2 separate regions of the Sus scrofa genome follow, and region 2 is linked to region 1. A link is a contact called in public Hi-C data. All regions are on one chromosome and are shown on one strand. The core of a region is the stretch at or near the end of the contact, and the rest is flanking DNA. Distances in the headings are between cores, read along the strand shown.

Region 1 (3,604 bases), core at 874-3,373:
ACCACAGAGGCAGAGGCCCAGGGGAGAGCCAGAGAACCGCCAGAGATGCAAAGACTAAACTAAAGAAACAAAGGAAATTAACCAGGAAAAGCAAGAGGAGAGGGGCAGACAGACAAGAAAGGAAACATGGAGAACTTAGAACTTTGCAGCCACAGCAGTATTTACATCCCAACACTACTGAGAGGATGAGGCGGAACGTGTAGCAATGAGCCAAGTCCTTATCTTCCAGAGGAGAAAAATAAATCACATAATATTTTTTAAAAGGAAGAAAGGAAGACATTATTTGGAAATACAGCCAGCCCCTCCGTCTCCGTGGACGCAGAACTTGAGGCCACACAGCCGACTGTAAGGGACTTGAGCATCCACAGCTTTTGGTATCTGCAGGGGCTCCTGGAATCAATCTCCCAGGAGATGGAGCGATGCCTGTCGAAAGGCACATGACAGGGAGGACAGCTGGCTCTAGAAGAGAGCAGGACAGGTGGGGCACCACTCAGGGCAAAGGACTGTTCTTTCAAACCTCAGCAGAGTAAAAACTCAAATCTTTCTACAAACAACGCTTTGATAAAAAGTTAATACAGGCATTCCCATCACGGCTCCACGGAAATGAATCTGACTGGTCTTCATAAGGACGCGGGTTCGATCCCTGGCCTCCCTCAGTGGGTTAAGGATCTAGCATTGCCGTGAGCTGTGGTGTAGGCTGCAGACATGGCTTGGATCTGGCGTTGCCGTGACTGTGGCACAGGCCGGCAGCTACAGCGCCAATTCGACCCCTAGTCTAGGAACCTCCACATGCTGTGGATGTGGCCCGAAAAAGACAAAAAAAAAAGTTAACACACTCTTGGAGTTCCCACTGTGACACAGTGGGATTGGCAGCATCTTGGGAGCGCTAGGATGCAGGTTGGATCCCCCGCCTGGCACAGTGGGTTCATGATCTGGAGTTGCTGCGGCTGTGGCCTAGGTTACCACTGTGGCTCGGATTCAATCCCTGGCCCCAGAACTCCATATGCCACGGGGCAGCCAAAAAAGAAAAAAAAAAAAAGAAGGAAGTCAATCCATTCCTAAAGATTAAGCACAGTGGATGCTCTCTTACAGAGAGCCATCATCATAAACATGTATTAGCATCAGTTCATTTATGCATAAATGTAATGCTTCATTTTTCCCATTATAACTGGTATCAATCTTGTTTCAGAGACCCCCACGTGCTTACTGACACATGGTAAGTAACCATCACAAAGAGATGCCTACTGACAGCTAGACCCTTCAGAGACAAGGCATTTGTTCTCCCTGCCCGCCCCCCCGAGGTCTAGACAGCTTCCAGTCTCAGGACCCATCAGGGATGGCCACTTAATAAAGATTTTTCATGCCCACGGTGAGCCAGGGTGCACTGGAGATGGGGGCGGGAGGTGGGGCGGAAGTCCTCAGGGCAAAGGTGGAGGGAGGAGTAGGGAGCAATTTCAGATAACAAGACAGGACTGGGAAGATGCAGCAACCAATGCAATAAACCTGCAGCCTCTCTCAGCAGGTTCAGAGGGCTGCGTTCTGAGCATCCCCTGTAAGGAACGAATTAATGATACTCCCGTGCTTCCAGAATAGCACTAGTTGGTAGAGTTGAGAAAGTCCCTTGGTCACTTTGGGCGCTGGGTAGTTTAAAGGAGGAATCTAGGCTGAGAAAGGCTGGGTAGAGTGTGCCTGGGAGAGGGGAGAGCTTTAGCAGAACGGTCAGAGCAGGCTTCTCTGAAGAGGTGGCGGCAGAGGGAACAGTGAAGAGCAGCTGTGCCAAGATCAGGGCGGACAGGGAAAGGAGACGGGGAGAAAGTTCCAGCAGGGAGAAGATGAGCCAGAGTCCTGCGGCAGGAACAAGCCCAGCTGACTCAAGGGACAGAAGGGGAAGCAAAGATGAGGCTGGAGGGCTGCTGCCAGAGAAACCACTCCCCAGCATCACTGGGCAGGAACCAGGTGCTAAAGGCTAAGAACCTGGAGGAACAAACAGGTTCACCCACACTGGGGGGGTGGGGGTAGGGGGAGACGGAGGACAGACACACACAGTCCCACAGAAGCCCTTGTCACCTCTTTGAATCAGACTTTGCAAAAACAACCTTGCTCTCTAGCCAACATAAACCATAGGCCACAGAGGACCTTATATGGCTCGAAGCTTTCTTAATCAGAAACAGAGAGATGGGCTGGAGTAGGCAGCTCCAAGTGAGAGGAAAGAAGGAACAAAAAAAAGGGGGCGGGGGAGAAAAGATGCTGGTGAGGGTGAGGAACAGAGCTTGTCAATCTCCTTTTTCATCCCCTCACCCTCAGGGCTCCTGGGTACGAATTCCCACGGGGTGCCAGGGTGTGCCTCCTCCCAAGGTTTTATCTTGGCTTAAGCTAGAAGTTAGCAGGCTGCCAAGGATCCACGGTTTGACAGAGATTTTAGGGGCCTACCCTCAGGCGGGCTGACTTCCCATGAAAGTGGGATGATGCGATTTCCTGAGAAACTGGCTGCCGGGTCGCCCACTGCCGGGTCGCCCTTGCCTAGGACAGCAGTCCCGACCTAGGAGTGCCCGCTCCCTGGGCGGCCTTGGTCACACGCCTGGCTGGCCCAGGAGGCTGGGCTGGGCCCCTGCGGCAGGGCCCGATAGAAAAGGCAGTCCCCAGGGACCTCTCAGGCGGCCACTCACACCACATGACAATCTCTACAGTGGCTTTATCCTCCTTCCTCCCCTGATTAGGAGATGCAACAGCTTCGGCACCAGGCCCTGCCCTGTACACTGAAGCCGCTCGAACTTGGCCCTCCTAAAGGATCCTACCTGCTAAAAATAGCATGACAGCACATGCTTGGCCGGGAGGGCCCCACCAAAGTCAAAGGACAAAGCAAGGAGGTTATTCTCAGCACGGCCTCTTCTCACTAGAGACACAGCTCAGGCCCATCCCAGGGCACGCCTCCTTCCTTCCAAGGCACCCTTCTCTCTGGAGGGAAAGGAGAGGGCTGGTGAGGAGGAGACTGTGGTCCCAGCCAAGGCTGGAGGGAAGGGGTGGGGGCGGGAGAGGCTGAGGGCTGGGCTTGAAAGGATCCTGCTGCCCCCCCACCCCCAACAGGGACCAAGCCACTCTCTGCTGAGGGCCAGGGGACAGTCTCATGACCCCTGCATGAGGTCTGACAGCCCACACTATTATTAGCCAGGAAAGGAGTGAGGGACTCCAAGGCTGCCTTTTCAGCCAGGTGACCAAGTTAAGTCAAACTATCTTCAGAGCAGTTTTCCAGGCCTTAAGGCATGGCTACTAACTAGTCTAGCAGGCTGTCTCTTAGTCACATTCCTTACTAGCACAGCTCGCTCGAAGGCACTGGATTGGTGGCATAATTCTGAGGATTAAACACTGCAAAGATAAGGGCACGAAGGAGCAAGATCCTTAACTTCTGTTTCCTGTAAAATGACACCATCCTAAGAAATGGGATATAAATACTTCCCTCCTAGGGCTGAATGAGGCTGGAATGACTGAACAGCCTGACTCAGTTTGTGGGATTTATGCTTTTACGCTTTAAAAAAACAAAAACAAAAACCCAGTTTCACTTTCTGGATGAGCAGAAGGGCTAATGGGGCAGTAAACAGACTGCCTC
Region 2 (3,370 bases), core at 700-3,199, 840 kb before region 1:
GCCTGGGAGGCAAACATTCAGCCTACAACTCCAGTTGAGATGCGGTGCCGAAGAAGGAGAGGCTTTGCTAGCCAGAATGGGAGCTGGGCAAGGAAGGCTTCCTGTAGGAGGGGGTGCTTGATTTGAGGGAGGTAACGGTGGCCGCTGTCTCCTGGCTTTTTGATCTGGTCACAGGTGTGCCAGTCTCCTGCACTGTGAACTCCGAGTAGAACCCCAGGGTTGAATTTTCTGGGTCCTGCAGCACCCTTGCCTTAGTTGGCTTCCTCGATGTCTTTGTGGTTTTTCATAGTCACCTCCCGTAAAGGCCTGCAGTGAACATGCTGAAAGAGGAATAAAAATCTTGTAAGAGTGATTGCTCAGAACACAGTGATTCACTTAGAAGCAGAACCAGAGGCGAATGAATGGAAACTGTAGAGGAAGGACTCAACTAAGGAAAACATTCCAGATGGGATGCGAGATGCGAGGACGAGTGACTCACAGGAGCCAAGGGAAACGGCCATCCCCGAAGGTCTTTAGAAATGGGAACAAGTTCCATTTGTCTTGGTGGTTTAAGTGGTTTCATCTGGAGACAGGAAGAAGTAGAGGCCCCTCAAGATCTGTGTCAGCTCAGCGATGGGAGGGGAAAAGGAGCTGGAATTTTTGAGCTGGGACATTGCTCAAATCTGCCTAACCCCTTATTTTACTGTTGAAGTGACTGAAGAATGCCCATCACTGTAAGTAACTCATCCATTGAATAATGAGCCAAACATTTAGAATGGATGAGCAATGTGGTCCTACTGTATAGCACAGGGAACTATATCCAGTCTCTCGGGGTAGACCGTGATGGAAGATTTTTTTATTTTTATTTTTTGCTTGTTAGGGCTGCACCTGCGGCACATGGAGGTTCCCAGTCTACGGGTCAAATCAGAGCTACAGCTGCCGGCCTACACCACAGCCACAGAAACTTGGATTCCGAGCCGTGTCTGCAACCTACACCACAGCTCACAGCAACGCCAGATCCTGAACCCAGTGATCGAGGCCAGGGATCGAACCCGCAACCTCATGGTTCCTAGTCGGATTCGCCTCTGCTGTGCCACGATGGGAACTCCTGTGGCTGCATTTTTCAAATTTAGGAAAAGCATGTGTCCTAGAAATAGAAGGGAACAAGGCTTGCTTTTCGGAAGAGAATCTGATTAAGAATGAGCTGGAGTTCCTGGTGTGGCCCAGGGGAAACGAATCCTACTAGTAACCATGAGGTTTCAGGTTTGATCTCTGGCCTCCATCAGTGGGTTAAGGATCCAGCATTGCCGTGAGCTGTGGTGTAGGGGGCAGGCGTGGCTCGGATCTGGCATTCCTGTGGCTGTGGTGTAGGCCAGTGGCTACAGCTCCAATTCAACCCCTAGCCTGGGACCCTCCATATGCTGTGGTTTTGGACCTAAAAAGACAAAAGGCAAAAAATACTGGGTTAAGGATCTGGCATTGTCACTGCCGTGGCTTGGGTTGCTGCTGTGGCATGGGTTCGGTCCCCAGCCCTGGAACTTCCACATGCCCTGGGTGCAGCCAAAAAAAAAAAAAAAAAAAAAAAAAAAAATCCAAATAAATAAAATACTAGTGGTGAACTCTGCTTCCTGGGGTGAATTTAAATTGCCTGGTGCAAATTAAAGAAAAGCAGCAGCAGAAAACACTGTGGAGGATCTCTTGCTTCCTCCTCCCCTGTTCACTAGGGAAGCGTGGGGTTCCAGGAGGGCATCTGCAGACTCTGTTGCTCTCCGGTGACCAGCCGGCTGGATCCGGAGCTCTCGTGAGGTCCATGAGGTCTCCTGATTGTCTGTGGTCTTGTCAGGTGATCAGGCGGAGGAAATGATTTCACTTTGTTCAGGTCTGAGGTTAGTTTCGGTTTCAGGCTGTACCAGGAGCAGAGAGGCGGGGAGGGAGGGAGAGGGAGAGGGAGCGAGAGCCCGAGAGAGGAGGGGTGAGCTGGGAGAGTCTCACCATTGGCTGCGTCGGCCAGTGGCAAGGTGGATGGGTAGGGAACTCCTGTGCTGAGCGGGAAGAGGAGGAAGATGAGTCAGAGATGGAGTCGGGGAAAGGCAGCCATTGAGCAGCTGAGTGTCTGCAGACCGGGACGCAGGGTAGGAAGGTATCAGCAGGTATTCCTACGCAAAACCCCAGCCCGTCACAGACCACCACCGAGCTATGGGCGGGGAGGTCCCAGGGAAGCTGTCAAACACATTACCTGGGTGAGGGGCGTTTCCCATGAGCAGATGCAGAGCCGTGAGGAAAGGCAGGTGTAAGTGTGCCACGAAGCCTACACACATCATACACTGGTTTCCTTAAAACTCATGTCTTCTGGCATTTGCGTTTCCTTAAGGGAAAAAAAAAAAAAAAAGACAAATGAGGTTTAGAGCTGATAGTTGAGAACTTGCAGACCTTTGCAAGTTGGCGCATCCTCTAAGATGCTGTCTTCAGGCTGTCATTTTCCCTGAGACAGTTTGGGGCCGGTCTGGTGGTTGCACAGGGCATCATTATCCAGGAAAATCAGCACTTTTCCTCCCCTGCGTGGATCTGGGTGCGGCAGACACAGATGTTTCGTCCCACCTCCGCAGTGCTAAAGCATCGTTGCATTTTATTTCTTGAAGGCATACATTCATTTTATTTTGGAAAGAGAGAATTTCTGAATTTTAAAGCTGAAAAGGGTTTTGAAGATCATCCAGCCTGCTCCTAGAGGAATTTCTGGTCCTGGGTCATTAAGCACCTTGCCAAGACCTGTGGTATGTAGTTAAGATCTCCGAGTAGGATTGCCTGTGTTTGAATCCACCCTTGCTGGTTGCTGCTTTGTTCTTGGGACAGGTTACTCACTCTCTCTGAGTCTTAGTTTCCTGATGGGAAATAATAATATTCCCTCAAGATTGCTAATGAGAGTCAAATACTTATTCAGCCCCAAGCACAGTGCTTGGCAAATTGCGAGTTCTCAATAAATGTTAGCTGCTGCTACTGTTGTTGTCATTGTTGTTATTGTCATCTTTTTATAAAATCATGTGGCTAGTTAGTGGAGGATTTCATCACAGTCTTACAGTACACAGAGAGCACTGATGAAAGTTCTTGGGTGGAAATCTTTTTTTTTTTTTTTTTTTTTGCTTTTTAGGGCTGCACCTGCGACATATGGAGGTTCCCAGGCGAGGGGTCCCGTCGGAGCTACAGCTGCCAGCCTACACCACAGCCATAGCAACATCAGATCTGAGCCGTGTCTGTGACCTACACCACAGCTCACGGCAATGCCAGATCCTGAACCCACTGAACGAGGCCAGGGATCGAACCCGCAACCTCATGGCTCCTAGTCGGCTTCGTTTCTGCTGCGCCATGAATGGGAACTCCATGGTGTGGAAATCTT

Evidence for each region. A called contact is a pair of places that touch in the nucleus more often than the background predicts.
Region 2: a Hi-C map of skeletal muscle shows a contact between it and region 1, with 7 times the contacts expected there. The contact joins two enhancer-like sites. A contact is called at or near these places in 1 of 47 Hi-C or Micro-C datasets (skeletal muscle) and 1 of 2 datasets of contacts at active chromatin or transcription factors (skeletal muscle).

Annotation. Positions count from the first base shown.
Region 1 is chr12:33,382,295-33,385,898 of Sscrofa11.1, reverse strand. No RefSeq gene overlaps it. Among named protein-coding and RNA genes, the nearest start is that of AKAP1, 12 kb to the left of the region's middle. Within about 2 kb of position 2,123, at least 45 of the 83 cell types and tissues checked have an H3K27ac peak or open chromatin away from gene starts, as enhancers often do. A contact at or near this core is called in skeletal muscle, where this site is marked.
Region 2 is chr12:34,221,045-34,224,414 of Sscrofa11.1, reverse strand. No RefSeq gene overlaps it. Among named protein-coding and RNA genes, the nearest start is that of VEZF1, 41 kb to the left of the region's middle. Within about 2 kb of position 1,949, at least 65 of the 83 cell types and tissues checked have an H3K27ac peak or open chromatin away from gene starts, as enhancers often do. A contact at or near this core is called in skeletal muscle, where this site is marked.